Regions from separate parts of the Mus musculus genome. Here region 1 is linked to region 2. The links are chromatin contacts, called in public Micro-C maps. All regions are on one chromosome and are shown on one strand. Each heading gives the region's core, a stretch centred on a gene start, on an enhancer-like site or on the middle of the called end of the contact. The rest is flanking DNA. Distances are from core to core; before and after follow the strand shown. Region 1 overlaps Myo10 (myosin X). Region 2 has its middle 23 kb from the start of 4930445E18Rik.

Region 1 (3,528 bases), core at 837-3,336, 460 kb after region 2:
CATTTGGCACCAGTAGCAGCAACGCAGACAGATGAGTGAGCCACAACTCAAGCAACCAGGCCAGCACACTGCTCCCCACCCCCACCTCCATGCCACCAGTATCTGTTTTCTTCCTTGACCTTCCATTACTTCTCGAATGAAGATTTATTAGAAAAAGTAAGTACTCATGGCTCAGTTTTCCTATAATGACAGTTTTCAGAGATTGTTTTGTATTAAGTGATAAAAACATTTATATATATATATATAAATTTGGTTTCTCCTCACAGAACCGAGTAGTGAGGCAGAATCCCGGGGAGAGGAATTATCACATATTCTATGCACTGCTGGCAGGGCTGGACCAGGGAGAGCGAGGTGAGTGACGAACAGGTTCAGCAGAGACAGGGGGGTGGCAGCTTGTCTCCTGCTCAAAACACACTGTAGATGGCACCTCAGCAGTCCGTGATGTCCACCAGTTGCAGTAAAATGTGTGAGTGCAGCGGGTGTACCAGAGATGCCGGCTGAGGTCATCTGAGGATCACCCCAGCACAGGGGAAAAACTAGCAGCAGAGAAACCTCAAACTATTTGTAATCTTAGTACACTTTGAATGTAACGGATATTTGTGAGACATATATAATGTAATGCAAGCAGCTTTATTTCTGTGTGTGTGTGTGCACATGTTTATCTGTGTTTTCTCTGTACATACACATGTGTCTGTATTTTTGTATGCACGCATGTAAACTAGTGAGTTCCCATGTTTGTGCATAGAGGCCAGAAGGTGATGTCAGAGGCACCCCCATTGCTCTCTGCATTACCTTTGGAGCCAGGATCTCTCACTGAACCTGGACCTTGCCATTGAGTCTGTGCTGGTTGGCCAGCGAGCCTGGCGTTACAAACTCACTACCCCATATGATATATTCTTTTAATCATTTATTTTTGCTTCATGTGCACTGGTGTTTGAGGGACTCAGATTCCTTGGAACGGCAGCTGCAGAGGGTTGGGAGCCGCCACGTGGTTGCTGGGAATTGAACTCACGTCCTAGGGAAGAGCAGCCAGTACTCTTAACCACTGAGCCATCTCCCTAGGCAAAGGTTATACTTTTAAAACACACCTAGGTGACAGTCATTTCTAAGTGTGTGCTTATTTTCCTTTATTGTCCTACTAGAGGATAGCCTGAGAGCTTCTGTGTCCTAAGCGAGCCCTCCCACTTAACCATCCCTAACCGAAATGCTTGGCTTTTAGAAGAAAACAATAAAGCAAGAGTCTCGTTAATGGGTTCTCTATGGTTCTGCTTACTTTAATGAAGTTTTTATTTCCCTGGGATTTCTAAAAAGTAGCTCTACCAGCATCTTAGTGTGTGGTCATTTGGGATATAGACTTGGGTGTGTGCTCTAGTTATTAAAACCAGAATAGAGTCTTCAGTGTACTCAGGTAAATTACAGTGATGTCTTCTGAATTTTGTCAGCTATACCAGCCGGGCACTGATGTCGCATCTTTCTTTGTCTTTCTGTAGAAGAATTTTATTTATCTTTGCCAGAAAACTACCATTACTTGAATCAGTCTGGGTGTACGGAAGACAAGACGATCAGCGACCAGGAATCCTTCAGACAAGTTATCGTAAGTTCAGTTTTAAAAATGTTCTCCTGATAAGAGTAGGAGTTTCATTTTTGCTCTTAAAAAAAAGGGTTGTTTTTTTTTTTTTTTTTTTTTTTTTTTTTTTTGGTAAGGAAAACAGAAATAACTACGTTTGAAAGAACACATAAGAACAGTTATTTCTTTTCCTGTAAGTCAGAGGGAAGCCTGCTTTCTGGGCTAGAGGGGAATCCTAGGTATCCTTCAAACATGATGAGTGACAGCGTCAATCAGGACAGAGGTGTGGCTCACTTGGAACAGCATGTTCAGAATCAGTGTCCTCCACTCTTAAAAACAAGACTCATAGAGCCCCAGGCTTTGCCCTACCCCACCCCCCACCCCTAGCCACAGTTCTCCAGTTTTGAGTCTGTAGGTAGGATTTCTTTTGAAAAATAGTTCCCTTAGCCGTGGGACAAGGTTACCACTGGTGCTGACTCATGGTGGCAACAGTTGCTAGTGTCCCTCAGTTTCACAATGCCTCAGGACACTGTGACTTGCATTGAATGAGCCTGGTCAGCGTACTCTGCGAACAGCCTATCTGAGTATGGCTGGAGGTCACGTGGTGGGCTGTGTCTTTGCCAGAGTCCTCAGCTTTAGAGTACAATATGTCCAGGGTTGACTCATGTAACTATATCTAATCAGGTATAAATATAGCAGACACAAGCGCATGCATCCCTGTCTATCCACTGCTCACGGTCTCATACTTAACTGTCAGCAGAGGGAAAACGTGTTGTCAGGTTTTTAAATGTACTCATCTATTCAGGCCTTTTTTTTTCCCTGTTGCTGTTTCCTAAACAGTACAGTGTAACGGTTATGTATATATACTGCATTGGGCACTATAAGTAATTTGGAGATAAGGTATAGAGAGGATGTACATAGGCATGTACACCTATTTCTGAGGTATTTGAACATTCTCAGATTGTAATGCCTACAGGGTGCCTGGAACCAGTCCCTGTGCATACCAAGGGGTGCTCACACTTCCTGTCCTAAACATTACATGGATTTAGCTCTGCTCCTAATGGCCATGCCAGCTCATTAGAATGGTGTCTTCTGGGAGACTTGCAGAGCTGATGAACAGCCTGCCCTTAACCTACACATGTCTTCCTGCTTTCAAGACTCTTTAGACTTGTCATTTTAAGTCATTCAAAGGTCAGAAACTCTCTGATCGTTCAGTATGTGGTGTCTTCATCAATAAGGTCTCCACATCCAGGGTTGGTGTGTAACCAAGGGCAACAGTAGTAGCCTATACAGTTCAGGGAACTTCTACCCAACAGGTGACAGACAAATACCAAATCATTGATTTCAAATCAGCTATCAATCACACATAAATTTTCCCCATCCCATGTATATAATCTGGTTTGAAGTTGGAAACTGAATTCAAGTGGGGAATGTGGCTAATGCCTACAATCCTAGTACTTGGGAGACTGAGGCAGGAGGCTTGCCCTGAGTGTAAAGTCAGCCTAATATACAGACTTAGATCCTGTCTCAAAAAAACAAAGGAAAGCAGAAAGGGGGAAAAATGGAATTCAAAGCAGACGAGGCGGTGATGTGATTTTCTTTCCTTCTGCATCTCTGTTCAAAGCCACACAAATGTCCAGAGCAGTGCAGAGTGGTCCATCTGTGTCTCTGTCTCTGTCTGTTCCAGCTGTCTCTGACACTGACTGTCACTATTCTATCTGTCCTCGGTTATCAGGATCAAAACTGGGGCTCCACACACACAAGGTCAGGGCTCTGTGTCTGGCACCCCCTGAAGAGAATACTCTATGTATATACCTCAGAGGGGAGGGGTCTAGGAACCTAGAAGGCAGGTGGCTTTGTACTGGGAAAAGTGTGAGTCCAGAACAGGATGAAGAAAGACAGCTTATAGCACAGTTGTCTCCCAGCCCCTGTGGGGTACTAGTGAGAGAAAGCTGGATTTT
Region 2 (3,339 bases), core at 600-3,099:
CTATGACAGTGGTTCTCAAACTTCCTGATGTTGTTACCCTTGTTCCTCATGTTGTGGTGACCCCCAACCATAAAATTATCATTGCTACTTCATAACTGTAATTCTGCTACTGCTATGAATTATAATGTAAATATCTAATTTATATACAAATATTTTACATAAGGCAGGATATCAGATATGTGACCCCTATGAAAAGGTCATTTGACCCCCTACAGGGTCACAACCCATAGGTTGAGAACCATTGGTTTAGGGGATTCCTTACCCCCCCCCCCACCCTGAGGCTTTGGGCCTTGTTTTAAATTACAAGGAGGGACTGGACAGATGGCTCAGTGGTTAAAAACACTGACTGCTCTTCCAGAGGTCCTGAGTTCAATTCCTAGCAACCACGTAGTGGCTCACAACAATCTGTAATGGGATCTGATGCCCTCTTCTGGTGTGTCTGAAGACAGCTACAGTGTACTCATATACATACAATAAATAAATCTTTAAAAAAGAAAACTTACAAGGAATAACTCTTTGAATAGCATGGGACTCCTGGTCTGAGTCTCCACTTAACCCCTCCAAAAACTACCATATCTGGCCTCTAAAACCACTTGGCTGCTACTTCCTCTTCAACAATTACTGCTTGAGCCATGACCTCTGACCTCTGTGACTCACTGGAACAGGTGACCCTGACTCATGGACCTGAAAAACTCCCATTCCTCACCGTCAACAGGAACACAGGAACACTTTGGTGCAAATGGTCCCAAGGGCATGTCATGGCCCAAATCTCTCAATCTCTCTCGATGTCCTACTTGGTTACAAGAAGGCAGGCCTTTGTTTTTTCCTCCCAAAGGCCCAGGACAGTGTGGACAATTCTTAACATGTCTTAACTCTCCCTTGCTCAGACAAAGTCAGAAGATGCTCTTAAAAAAAAACAAAAAAACAAAAACAAAAACAAAAAAATCTACTTTAACTCTTTCAGAAATAAACTAGAAAAAAAACCTCATCTTTCTTCTTCTACAACTTATTGCAAAATCTACAAAGAAATTCCTACTGAATTATCTGTTTTCTCACCAAATGTCTCCTCCCTTACTGCCTGAGGCCCACTGGGCTGCCATGGGAATCACTTTTGACTTTCTCCCTAAGGTTAGATTGTAAAAGCTCACACAAGCAAGTCAACAAGTGTCAGGAAACAAACCAAACATACCCTCTGAGTCTAGGCACTAACTCCTTTTTCCTTTACATGTTCACTGTGTCAATGTTTGCCTGTCACTTCACCTTTTAGACCATCCCAGGCATGTGTGCGCCTTGGAACCCTGTCCTTTCAAAGAGTGAAGGCAAACAAAGGATGTCGGGAGTCTCCAGGGTGACTTCAACCCAGTCTCTGAGCAAGGGCTTTCTTCCCTTCCAACTGACCTTCCTCCCTCTTCAAACTCAACTGCTGGGTATCTGGAATTTCTCCCTCAGGGGTGGAGGTCAGAGCTGTGGCGTCAGAGAACCCAGACCCCTTGGCCTACTAAGCCTTGTCAGTGACTATTAGTATAAACGCAGGTAGGGAGGCAGCTGCTCTGCCAGCTGGTGAGGAGACATAGCAGACTTCTGCCCTCCCACCCCTGAGGATCCCTTAATGAAGTACTAGCTCACTACAGACTTCAAGCAGCACCTCAGGGAACGTGGGAACGGAGCAGGGGATTGCTTGTCAATAGTGCATGAGCACAGAAAGCCCTAGAAATACGTGCTTAAGGGCGACTTGCAGCACGCGGGGGGGGGGGGGGGGGATGAGTCACTCAGTGACACAGATCAGATAAAATAGCTGTCTTAAAGTCTGCTTTCAGCTGAGGGGGAAAAAAAAAACCATTCCACAAACTGTCTTTTACTTCCGCCTTCTGGGTAGACTTTCTGCTGAGAGATGTCGAAACAGGAAGAGTAGCCAGATCTTTTCACAGCTTTTCCTATAAATAAATAAGTGAGGTAAGAGAACGGGGTGATGATGTAGCTCAGCGGTAGAGTGCTAGGGCAAGGCCACACACACACACACACACACACACACACACACACACACACACGAGAAAAAGGAGGCAGGAAAGTTTCGTTTGTGTACCTGTGTGTGTAAGCACACATGCGTGTATTTGCGTTTGTGTAGGCAAGGTTTGTAAATACACATGGGGCATACCTGTGGGAGTTCTGTATGTAAGCATGAACTGTTGTATAAGGTCATATTTATTTTTAATACTTTTGTTCAGTAGGTGATCACTCCAAAGCAATGGCTCATTTCTCTATGAAATAAATGCAGCTCTTTCATCTCAACGGTGAGGTCTAACACAACCTCTAAACTTTCCCATACTCCAAGAAATAATCAGCTCAGATACGACTTTCACAGACCACGGGGCTTAACGCTTTCAGCCTTGACGTTATCTGAGACATCCCAAGTACTGTAAACTCCCCATTCCATTTAGCAACATGTGCAGGCATAATCCTGATGTTTCTTATTGGCTAATAACCATAATTCTGCACACTGCTTCTCACGCTGAAGTAACGTAAGCCAAAACATGCTGAGTCCCAGACGTCTACACATGCACGACACTCCAATTTTTGTGTGCCTAGAGACACATCAGCAACTCCTCCTCATCGCACGACAGTCTTGAGCAGCCTGCGTCCGTTGTGATTTGCAGACATTCAGTCAGTGCTCCGGTGCTGGGCTCCACTAGCTGGGCTGTGTCTGCTGTATTTTGACTTATTTGATACTGTTTCTTTCCTCTCCTCTGAGCAGCTTTCTGGAATCTCCTGGGGCCTCTGCTCTTGGGCTGGATCTGGCTGGTACCACTGCTTCTGCCCCGAGAAGTGGCGCTTGCTGGACTTTGAGGTGTTTAGATCTCCAAGGATTTACCTGCTCTGCGGTTTTATTTGGGATTGCTTTTTTTTCAACCTGGTTTATGTTCTTTTGGTGTTCGTTTTGTTTTTCTCCCAGGTACTCTCAACTTAAGGCTTGGAAACTCGTTTAGGACTAGGATATGGCTTTAATTCAGCTAATGTGCTAAGTGCTACTCAGTCTCACAGTGGGACATCTGCAGAATGTCCCCTAAAAATACACTGTTGCCGGGCGTGGTGACCCACGCCTTTAATCCCAGCACTCGGGAGGCAGGGGCAGGTGGATTTCTGAGTTCGAGGCCAGCCTGGTCTACAAAGTGAGTTCCAGGACAGCCAGAGCTACACAGAGAAACCCTGTCTCAAAAAGAAAAAAAAAAAAAAAACCCCACTGTTAATGACATAAAATCGGCATTTCTGAGGACAATTAAGAATGTTTGCTTTCAAATGAAAAAAAATCTAGCATGAACATGAACCATGCTTCATCAGAAT

What was found. Hi-C and Micro-C count contacts between places; a contact is called where the count stands out from the background.
Region 1: a Micro-C map of granulosa cells shows a contact between it and region 2, with 4 times the contacts expected there. The contact joins two enhancer-like sites. A contact is called at or near these places in 5 of 484 Hi-C or Micro-C datasets (CD4 T cells, embryonic stem cells, granulosa cells and 2 more).

What each region holds. Positions count from the first base shown.
Region 1 is chr15:25,724,930-25,728,457 of GRCm38.p6, forward strand. It overlaps Myo10 (myosin X), which reads left to right. Exons shown (of 41, transcript NM_019472.2): 7 at 143-156; 8 at 267-351; 9 at 1,491-1,594. Among named protein-coding and RNA genes, the nearest start is that of Myo10, 100 kb to the left of the region's middle. Within about 2 kb of position 2,087, at least 23 of the 459 cell types and tissues checked have an H3K27ac peak or open chromatin away from gene starts, as enhancers often do. A contact at or near this core is called in granulosa cells, where this site is marked.
Region 2 is chr15:25,267,967-25,271,305 of GRCm38.p6, forward strand. No RefSeq gene overlaps it. Among named protein-coding and RNA genes, the nearest start is that of 4930445E18Rik, 23 kb to the right of the region's middle. Within about 2 kb of position 1,850, at least 154 of the 459 cell types and tissues checked have an H3K27ac peak or open chromatin away from gene starts, as enhancers often do. A contact at or near this core is called in granulosa cells, where this site is marked.